3 separate regions of the Mus musculus genome follow, and regions 1 and 3 are each linked to region 2. The links are chromatin contacts, called in public HiChIP or PLAC-seq maps. All regions are on one chromosome and are shown on one strand. The core of a region is the stretch at or near the end of the contact, and the rest is flanking DNA. Distances in the headings are between cores, read along the strand shown. Region 1 overlaps Rheb (Ras homolog enriched in brain). Region 2 overlaps Nos3 (nitric oxide synthase 3, endothelial cell). Region 3 has its middle 41 kb from the start of Gm42228.

Region 1 (2,700 bases), core at 21-2,520, 440 kb before region 2:
TAATTAAAATGTTTTTACAAAGAACTTTTTTCTCTTCATTCTTTCTTATTAAACTAACTTCTCTGACTCCAAGTAGTTGTAATATATATATACATACATACACATATGTATATACACACACATAAATAAGAATTTTCTTTTGGTAGCCACGCGGTGGTGGTGCATGCCTTTAATCCCAGCACTTGGGAAGCAGAGGCAGGCGGATTTCTGAGTTCAAGGCCAGCCTGGTCTACAAAATGAGTTCCAGGACAGCCAAGGCTATACAGAGAAACCCTGTCTCGAAAAACAAAAAATAAAAATAAATAAATGAATGAATGAATGAATAAATGAATGAATGAATTTTCTTTTGGGAGGAAGGCTGGAGTAACGGTTCAGTTGTTAAGAGCACCAGTTGTTCTTCCAGAGGAAGAGAGTTTGGTTGCCAGGACCCACGTGGCAGCTCAGCTCACTCACCATCTATAAATCCAGTTCCAGATTTCCCAACTTCTCAGTTTTACTAACATAAGAGGGTTTTTGTTTGGTTGGTTGGTTGTTTTTTTTTTTTTTTTTTTTTTGGTTTTTTGAGACAGGGTTTCTCTGTGCAGCCCTGGCTGTCCTGGAACTCACTCTGTAGACCAGGCTGGCCTCAAACTCAGAAATCCACCTCCCTCTGCCTCCCAAGTGCTGGGATTACGCCCAGCTTAAGAGGGATTTTTTTTTTTCCTTTGCTGTCTCTGTTCCTGGAAATAGTACCTAAACTTTGTGTTAAATTCTTCTTTATTGATAACATGTCTAACCTGGATTCATTTGAACACAGTCCTCTTAATTTTGTGTAGTTCCTGAACTATTGTATCATGGGCAGACCCATGGTTGGTGCTAATAAGTGCTAATGAAATTGTTCTTTTGTTAAACTGTCTGAATAGAAGAGATGAGAACTGAGTTTTTTGTTGGTTTTTTTGTTTTTTTTTTTTTGTTTTTTGTTTTTTATCACTTAGAAATGAATGTCTGTGGTGTGTCAGGCTGATCTCAGAGAACTAAGAGAGTGATTGTGTCAAATGGGGAGTCGAGATGACAGATGGCTGTAGGGAGACTGTTGTTGGGGAACAGGTACTCCCTTAGGTAGGGTGGTTTGGGGATAGGTTCCCTGCAGAACTGACATTTGTACTGGACAGAATAACAGGAGTGAGTCATACACTCAGAAATCTGGGAGTGGTAGTAATGGCTAGGGTAGAGGTCACAGCAGCGGGAGGCTTGCAGAGGCAGGATGTTGGTGACTGGACCTGAGAAGGCCCAGACAAGTGGAACGGTTGGCATGTCTGGTTCTGTGGGCCATGGTGGAGTTGGGAGTCCATGCTGACAGTAGTAAGGACTGAGCTGCTGGTGAGGAGTAAGTGAGTGCCCACTGGGAGGCTGGCTGTCTTCAGTGGGTGGGTGCTGCTTTTTATGAATTAATTTCAAGTCAGTGGCTCTTTGGTGTGAAGACATTCCTCAGCCTGTGAGCTGTGCAACTCAGAATTTGATTCAGGGAGCACGAGCTACACCCTGCCTGCAGTATAGAGTTGGAGTAGAAATACCATTCAAAGCAGGAGTTGAGCCCAACAGGCCTGTAAAACACATGTAGTAATATCTGAGGACATGAAAGAGAGGAGTTTGGCAGTGATATGAACAAGATATTTATTATTTCCTGACAACAATAATCGAGGGTCTTTTCTTTTTTATCTTCACAAGTTAGGAACCCTGTTCTAACATGTTCTGAGAGACTTTAAGGAAGCAGATAGGGTAGTAAGAACGTAGGGTTCTGGTTCAAGCTCTGTTTTGTGAAATTCTGATCCTATGGATTCTGTATTAAGGAGTTTTTAAATAAAATGCTTGTGTGACAGGGTTATTTCTTCTTTCCAGAGTACTCTTTAAAAGCTGAGAATCTAGTAACCCTGACAGCTAGCTGTCTGTGAAAGCACACGTGAAGATAATGTGCTAAGGCGGGCGGCAGGCATCAAGGACAGCATGGGGAATCACCTTGACTCAGAGCTCCCTTAAGAATTTACTTGTGTATGTGAGGGCCATCTGGAGTCACTCCATTGATTGAGCTGATCTGGCTGACTAGGCAGATGTCCCCTCCTCCCTCACTACTCCAGTGTTCGTCCCTCCTCCTTCTGTCAAGGATATAGAATAGCTGCACTCCCCTGTTAGAACTTCCGAACAAGCTCTCAAGAATTTATTTTCAGTTCCAGGACAACCAGAGCTATACAGAGAAACACTGACACAAAAACAAGAATGAATTTTTTTTTAACTTTCTTGGCCTGAGTAGTGGTGCACACCTTTATCCAAGCATCCCAAAAACTCTGCAGTCTAGGCTGTCCTAGTCCATAATGTGAGTTCCATCAGGCCAGTCAAGGCCTGCCCCCAACTTAATTAATTAACTAAAATAATGAAAAAGTTAAATCGTTTGAAAATTTTACTTTCTCTTTTATGCAGAATGTAGATTTTTAAAATAGACATGAAGCCGGTGGTAATGGTGCACACCTTTAATCCCAGCACTCAGGAGGCAGAGGCAGGTAGATCTATGAATTCTAAGCCAGTCTGATCTACAAAGTGAGTTCCAGGGCAGCCAGGGTTGCTACACAGAAGCTGTCTCCAAAAACGCGATGGATGGATGGATGGATAGATGGATGGATGGATGGATGGATGGATGGATGGATGGATGGATGGATGGATGCTGTG
Region 2 (2,700 bases), core at 48-2,547:
GTGGAGCAGTTGCCTGGGAAGGACCCCAGTGGCCTCAAGGTGGGGCCAGGGCCCAGGCATGGTTCAACTCAGTGTTAGGGAAGTTGTTCCTGTCGACCTCCCCTTTGAGTTCCTGTGGGACTAGGGGTGGGGAATATGGAGACGGGTGAGTGGAAAAACCAGAGAGGGCTGCTGGTTTTGGACGTCAGCACTGCTGTGATAGCAGGAGGAAGTGGGTGGGACTCCTCATCCTGTACGAAACAAGCAGCAGAAATTGCTCATGGTTGAGCTGCACATCTTTGCCATGGGAATGTCTGGCACGCCCCACTCTTGGAAGCTGAGGACTGCACCTGTTCACTCAAGCGCAAAACTGTCTGTCCCTGGTTAGAAACTTTTTTTTTTTTGCAGAGTACTGGGTTACAGAGAGGTGTCTGGGACTCACTGTCAAAGAATTATTATCCCAACATCTTTACACATTAAAGCATTGAACAAGTCTCATTTTCAATCATTGTAACTCACAAGGTTTGGGTTGGGCATCTGGCATGGTCTTTTATGATAATTTTTCAATAAATACCGGGATGACTTAGACTTTAAACGTAAGATACTCCAGAGAGAGAGTTAAAGGGAGTCTACAGTCCATCAAAGCATATGAAGAGGGCAGCAGGATGCCCTAACTACCACAGCCGGAGGAACCTTCAAGATTTAGGCCGACCCCCCCCCCCCAGCCTAGGTAAACTGGAGAGAGAAGAAAGATCTTAAATTGGCAGCCTTGCAACCAATGCTGTAGGCATTCTTCAGAGAGGGTGGCTAGCCTTGGTCAACCGAACGAAGTGACACAATCCCTCTTTCCGGGAACTGGAGGGGAGGAAGACTGTCAGGAACCAGGTATTTCTGGGCCAGGCGGGTCAAAGGACCAGGGCACTGCGCCCCTCAGCTGTCGCTCCTGCAAAGAAAAGCTCTGGGTGCGTATGCGGCTTGTCACCTCCTGGGTGCGCAATGTGAGTCCGAAAATGTCCTCGTGGTAGCGTTGCTGATCCTGAGGGGAGGAAAAGAACTCAATGGATTAGAACCCGAACAGGAGCTGTCAGCATAGATCTACCCTAGCCCGGCCAGGTCTGCCCTTTCGCACCCGCAGCACGCCGATGACGTCACCGGCTTCATCCAGCTCCATGCCGCCCTCTGTTGCCAGAATTCTCTGCACGGTTTGCAGGACGCTGGTTGCCATAGTGACATCGCCGCAGACAAACATATGTCCTTGCTCAAGGCACAGCACACGGTGAACCTCCGCGGCTAGCTCTGTCCTCAGGAGGTCTTGCACGTAGGTCTAGGGACGGGCCTTGCTGTGAGAACGCCCAGGCCAGGGGCGTGCCCGGGTAAGATGGGTTTGGGAGGGGCGGGGCTTGGGAACGGCCTTGTCACGCTATCTCTACACCCGCCCCTGGTACCTTGGGGCTGCCAGGATCCCTGGAAAAGGCGGTGAGGACTTGTCCAAACACCCCACGCTGCTGGGCGTCCAGTACCTCGTCCCGGTAGAGATGGTCCAGTTGGGAGCATCGGCAGCCAAACACCAAAGTCATGGGGGCAGGTTGTAGCCCTGTGAGCAACATGGAGGTTTGGGAGGGCCCCTTCCTCTGGAACAGTCCTGGTAACCCCACCTCCAGGCCACTCAGGGTGCCAGCCAGACTTTTGGCTTGGAGCAACCACTATCTTGTCTGTTCAGCCTCTAGGGGCAAAATAGGATGCTTTCTGCCCAGACCCTTGCACACCTTTGATTTATAGAAGGAAACTGCTCTACTGGACTCAATTCTGTACACATTGCCTTGTGTGAAATCCCAGGTCTTTTTCCTCACTCCAGTCCTATCGCACACAACCACTTTGATTGACATCTCTGTGCCTGTCAGTTAATAGATAGGATCACCCCAGAGGCGTTCTGACTTCAAAAGGAATCAACCTGGAGTCGTTTTCTGTTCGAATTCCTGCTCTGTCCCTCCCTTCTCTATCCTTAATCCATTTTAAAACCTACTATATGCTGAGGGACCACCAGGAAGGCTGACAATCAGGACCCAGACTCGACTCTCCTCCCTTTCCCATTAAATATGTTTCTTTTCACCTTTGGGCCTAGTTTCTTTTATGGTCGTTTCTTCCAAGCCATTGATTTTCTGCTTGGCTTCCTTCTGACTTGCAGGTCACCCTTAGCCCAGCCTCACCTTTGATCTCAATGTCGTGTAGTCTGTCTTGCCAGAATCCCCGGAAGGGTGCAATGCCAGTCCCTGGGCCCACCAGGATGCAGGGCAAGTTAGGATCAGGTGGCAGCCGGAAGGAGGGAGCCCTAACCAGAGAGAGTCCATTAAGACCCCTTTACATCGTCACCCATGACATATCAACAAAGCTATGGCTGTACAGACAGGAAAGCCCAAGGACCAATGACAAATGAGTCTCTTTTGTTTGTTTGTTTGATTGATGGATTGATTGTTTTTGTTTTTTCCAGACAGGGTTTCTTGGGTAGCTTTAGCTATCCTGGAACTCACTATGTAGACCAGGCTGGCCTTAAACTCAGATCTGCCTGCCTCTGCCTCCAAATGTTGGGTTTAAAGGCATGCAATATCATCTGATACCACTGCCTGGCTGAGTCTTTCTCTCTCTCTCTCTCTCTCTCTCTCTCTCTCTCTCTCCCCCTCTCCCACCATGCCTGACAGAAGCCAAGCCTTTTAACACGGGTAG
Region 3 (2,700 bases), core at 160-2,659, 490 kb after region 2:
CTTTGGGCCTCAGAAGCTATCTTGCACTGGGAAGTGACTTTAACCTCACAAGAAGTAATGAATTTTCCTTTTCTCCCTAGAAGAAAAGGTGAAAATTTCCCAAGTTCCACTTGTCTAGTTTACATGACAAATCTCTCCAACCACAAACTCACAATAAAAGAAAGTGAATATGGGCAGGTTCCCAAACGGTGTCCAAGAACTAACATTATTGCAGAGGAGAAACAAGCATTGTAGGTTTGAAGGGAAATGTTCTTATCAAGAAACGACCTCTGAGGGAGTAAAAAAAAGCACCAGGTTGCCTCCAACCTATTCCCCACATTAAAAATGCAAAGGTGGTGCTTGAGAGATGGCACACACACACACACAAATAACAATAATAATATTATAATAATATAGGTAAAATGCAAATGTACACACAAAGCAAATAGGGAAAATATTAGAAACGTGCTGTATAAAAATATACGGAGAGAAGGACTACATTTGGTGGATGTGCAGTCAGGTGTGGGGGAAGAGGACTCCTCTGCGGGCCCATGCTGAGGCATCCCTTCCCACTGAGGGACTAGCCACACAATGACAACAGTATAATGTAGGGTAGAGTTTATTCGGGGCATGGGGAGGGGAGTTGAGTTGAGAGGGTAGTAGAAACAGAGAGAGAAAGATTGAGATTGAGAACTGTTGGGTGGAGCCTAGACAAAATGCTAACAAGACATAGTTAAATCTAAATCTAGATACTGGATGTATGGACAGTCCCTGAAGCAGTAGCTAAAGATCTACACAGCAGTTGGAAATGCTGTGGCTGCACATAGGACACTAGCTTAGATTTGAAGGACACGTTCAATAGTCAGTCTGGGCATGGTGGCATATGCGTATCTGTAATCTAGCACACTGTGAATCTGAATCTATCCTGGGTTACAAGGTGAGATCCTGACCCAGAAAGAGAGAAGAAGGGAGCGAGAAAGAGAAGAGAGAGAAAGGGCGACAGAAAGGTTGGTTGGTTGGTTGGTTGGTTGGTTGGTTGGTTGGTTGGTTGGTTGGTTTGGCAGCATAGGGATGCCAGCAGGTTCTACCCATTTGTGTGGGTATCCTCAGCAGACTGGCTTTTGACAGTCATGATTCCATGGCAGCTGCTGGAGCTAGAGGCATTGGCCACAGTCCAGGATAGGATGTGATAGGGTAGCATGAAGAAAATGTTCCTCTTGCAGTTGAAAGCAGACTCTTGCCCAGAAACCCAGTCTGTGGTGTCCCCAGAGGCTAGAACAATGGATAGCCAGCCTCAGGCCCAGGGCAGTGTGAAATTAGACTCACCTAGGTAGACTGAGTCCATTGTGATTCCATACCTCTGGCATGACTGCATTGCCATGGGCACATACTTGCCTCTATTACACAGAAAAGGGGGAAGTGATGGCGATTTGTCACTTCCTGAGCTGAATGGGCACCTCGCCCCTTTTCTTAGAAAGGAAATGGTGTTACTTCACTAGATAGTGAAGTGTATTAAACGAAACCAAAACCTAAACTCATTATGCACAGTGACCCTGTCGATGCCTGACTGCAGATAACAGGGGCTCAAAAGGAGACTTGGGTTTTCTGACTGTGTGTGGTCTCTTGAACGTAATCAAATAGAAACTCACCCTCCACAGAAACTACCTTTGTATCGCTTCAGTTGGAAATCCCTTTCTGAATACAGTGAACTTTTAAAATCTGTTCTCACTGTGGTAGACTCGTCGAACAGAATGGAGTCTGTTCCTTCAGAATGGAAACTATTCTTGGTCTCATCGTTAGCCACAGTTGGTCAAGGGTCCTCTAAGTGCAAGGCACTGTATTAGGCAGGAGTGTGTTCCTTCATTTATGCACGAAGAATGTTTCTGGCTACTCCACAAAGCCCTAAACTAAATCAGAGTAATTTCTTTAACAAAGAAAGAAAGAAACAAAATTTTCACTCACCATTCTAATCTCCCTCTCCATCTCAAGTAAGCTTACAACGGGAAACTCATGATACTTGGACTCTTTTTAAATCATTTATTTATTTGAGTCTGTGTGTGCATGTGCATGTGTGCTTGTATGAGCGTGTGTCTGTGTGAGTTCTAGTGCACCATGTGAATGTGTGGGAGCCCTTGGAGGGTGAAGAAGAGTGAGGAAGAGGGTGTTGGATCCTCTGCAACTGCAGTTGCTGGCATTTATGAGCTCCCATGTGGTGCTCTGCAAAAGCTGCAAGTACTCGTCACTGTGAGGCAGCTCTCCAGCCCCTTCTCGGCTCTACTGACCATAACAAGCCACAACTAGATCTTTTCTAGATCTGCTCAATGTCCCCTTACCTTAACTCTTTTTGTTAAAAGGTGCAATATGTTCATTGTGCAGGTGCAGGAATGAGTTATCAGATCAGTAATAAGCACATAACCATCAGGGGAGGAGACATGGCTGTGGGCCTTGGGAAGGTGCAGTGGAGACAGTCCTGTGGAGCAGGCAGATGGCCTTTGTCTCCCAGCTTTTGCCTGATGGCCTAGTATGCAGGGTTCACCTGAGGTCTGTCTTGGTCTGTAGCTGAGCACTGTCGTGCAGTGCTGTGCTGTTCTCTGGAAGAACAAATAAAACCAGCTGACAGGACTCCAGGCTGCTCCTGCCCTCGGCCATTTGCTGTCTGAATTGTGAGTAAGAAACCCAATGAGGGGCTGGTGAGATGGCTCAGTGGGTAAGAGCACCCGA

The links. HiChIP or PLAC-seq counts read pairs in DNA pulled down with a chosen protein or histone mark.
Region 1: a FOXA1 HiChIP or PLAC-seq map of pancreatic cancer cells shows a contact between it and region 2. The contact joins two enhancer-like sites. A contact is called at or near these places in 1 of 115 datasets of contacts at active chromatin or transcription factors (pancreatic cancer cells) and 1 of 9 other capture datasets (adipose tissue).
Region 3: an H3K4me3 HiChIP or PLAC-seq map of bone marrow-derived macrophages shows a contact between it and region 2, with 5 times the contacts expected there. The contact joins two enhancer-like sites. A contact is called at or near these places in 12 of 39 promoter capture datasets (the 3T3-L1 cell line, the C10 cell line, HPC-7-derived erythroid cells and 5 more), 1 of 15 datasets of contacts at CTCF or cohesin (embryonic stem cells), 1 of 484 Hi-C or Micro-C datasets (erythroblasts) and 3 of 115 datasets of contacts at active chromatin or transcription factors (SST interneurons, acute myeloid leukemia and bone marrow-derived macrophages).

What each region holds. Positions count from the first base shown.
Region 1 is chr5:24,820,166-24,822,865 of GRCm38.p6, reverse strand. All of the region lies in intron 1 of Rheb (Ras homolog enriched in brain), which reads left to right. Among named protein-coding and RNA genes, the nearest start is that of Rheb, 21 kb to the left of the region's middle. Within about 2 kb of position 1,270, at least 114 of the 459 cell types and tissues checked have an H3K27ac peak or open chromatin away from gene starts, as enhancers often do. A contact at or near this core is called in adipose tissue and pancreatic cancer cells, where this site is marked.
Region 2 is chr5:24,382,133-24,384,832 of GRCm38.p6, reverse strand. It overlaps Nos3 (nitric oxide synthase 3, endothelial cell), which reads right to left. Exons shown (of 26, transcript NM_008713.4): 23 at 2,187-2,308; 24 at 1,425-1,573; 25 at 1,109-1,303; 26 at 359-1,015. The coding sequence ends at 854. Atg9b (autophagy related 9B) reads left to right here. Exons shown (of 14, transcript NM_001002897.3): 14 at 1-652. Among named protein-coding and RNA genes, the nearest start is that of Gm15587, 6.2 kb to the right of the region's middle. Within about 2 kb of position 1,297, at least 306 of the 459 cell types and tissues checked have an H3K27ac peak or open chromatin away from gene starts, as enhancers often do. A contact at or near this core is called in acute myeloid leukemia, adipose tissue, bone marrow-derived macrophages and 2 more, where this site is marked.
Region 3 is chr5:23,893,145-23,895,844 of GRCm38.p6, reverse strand. No RefSeq gene overlaps it. Among named protein-coding and RNA genes, the nearest start is that of Gm42228, 41 kb to the right of the region's middle. Within about 2 kb of position 1,409, at least 114 of the 459 cell types and tissues checked have an H3K27ac peak or open chromatin away from gene starts, as enhancers often do. A contact at or near this core is called in acute myeloid leukemia, bone marrow-derived macrophages and erythroblasts, where this site is marked.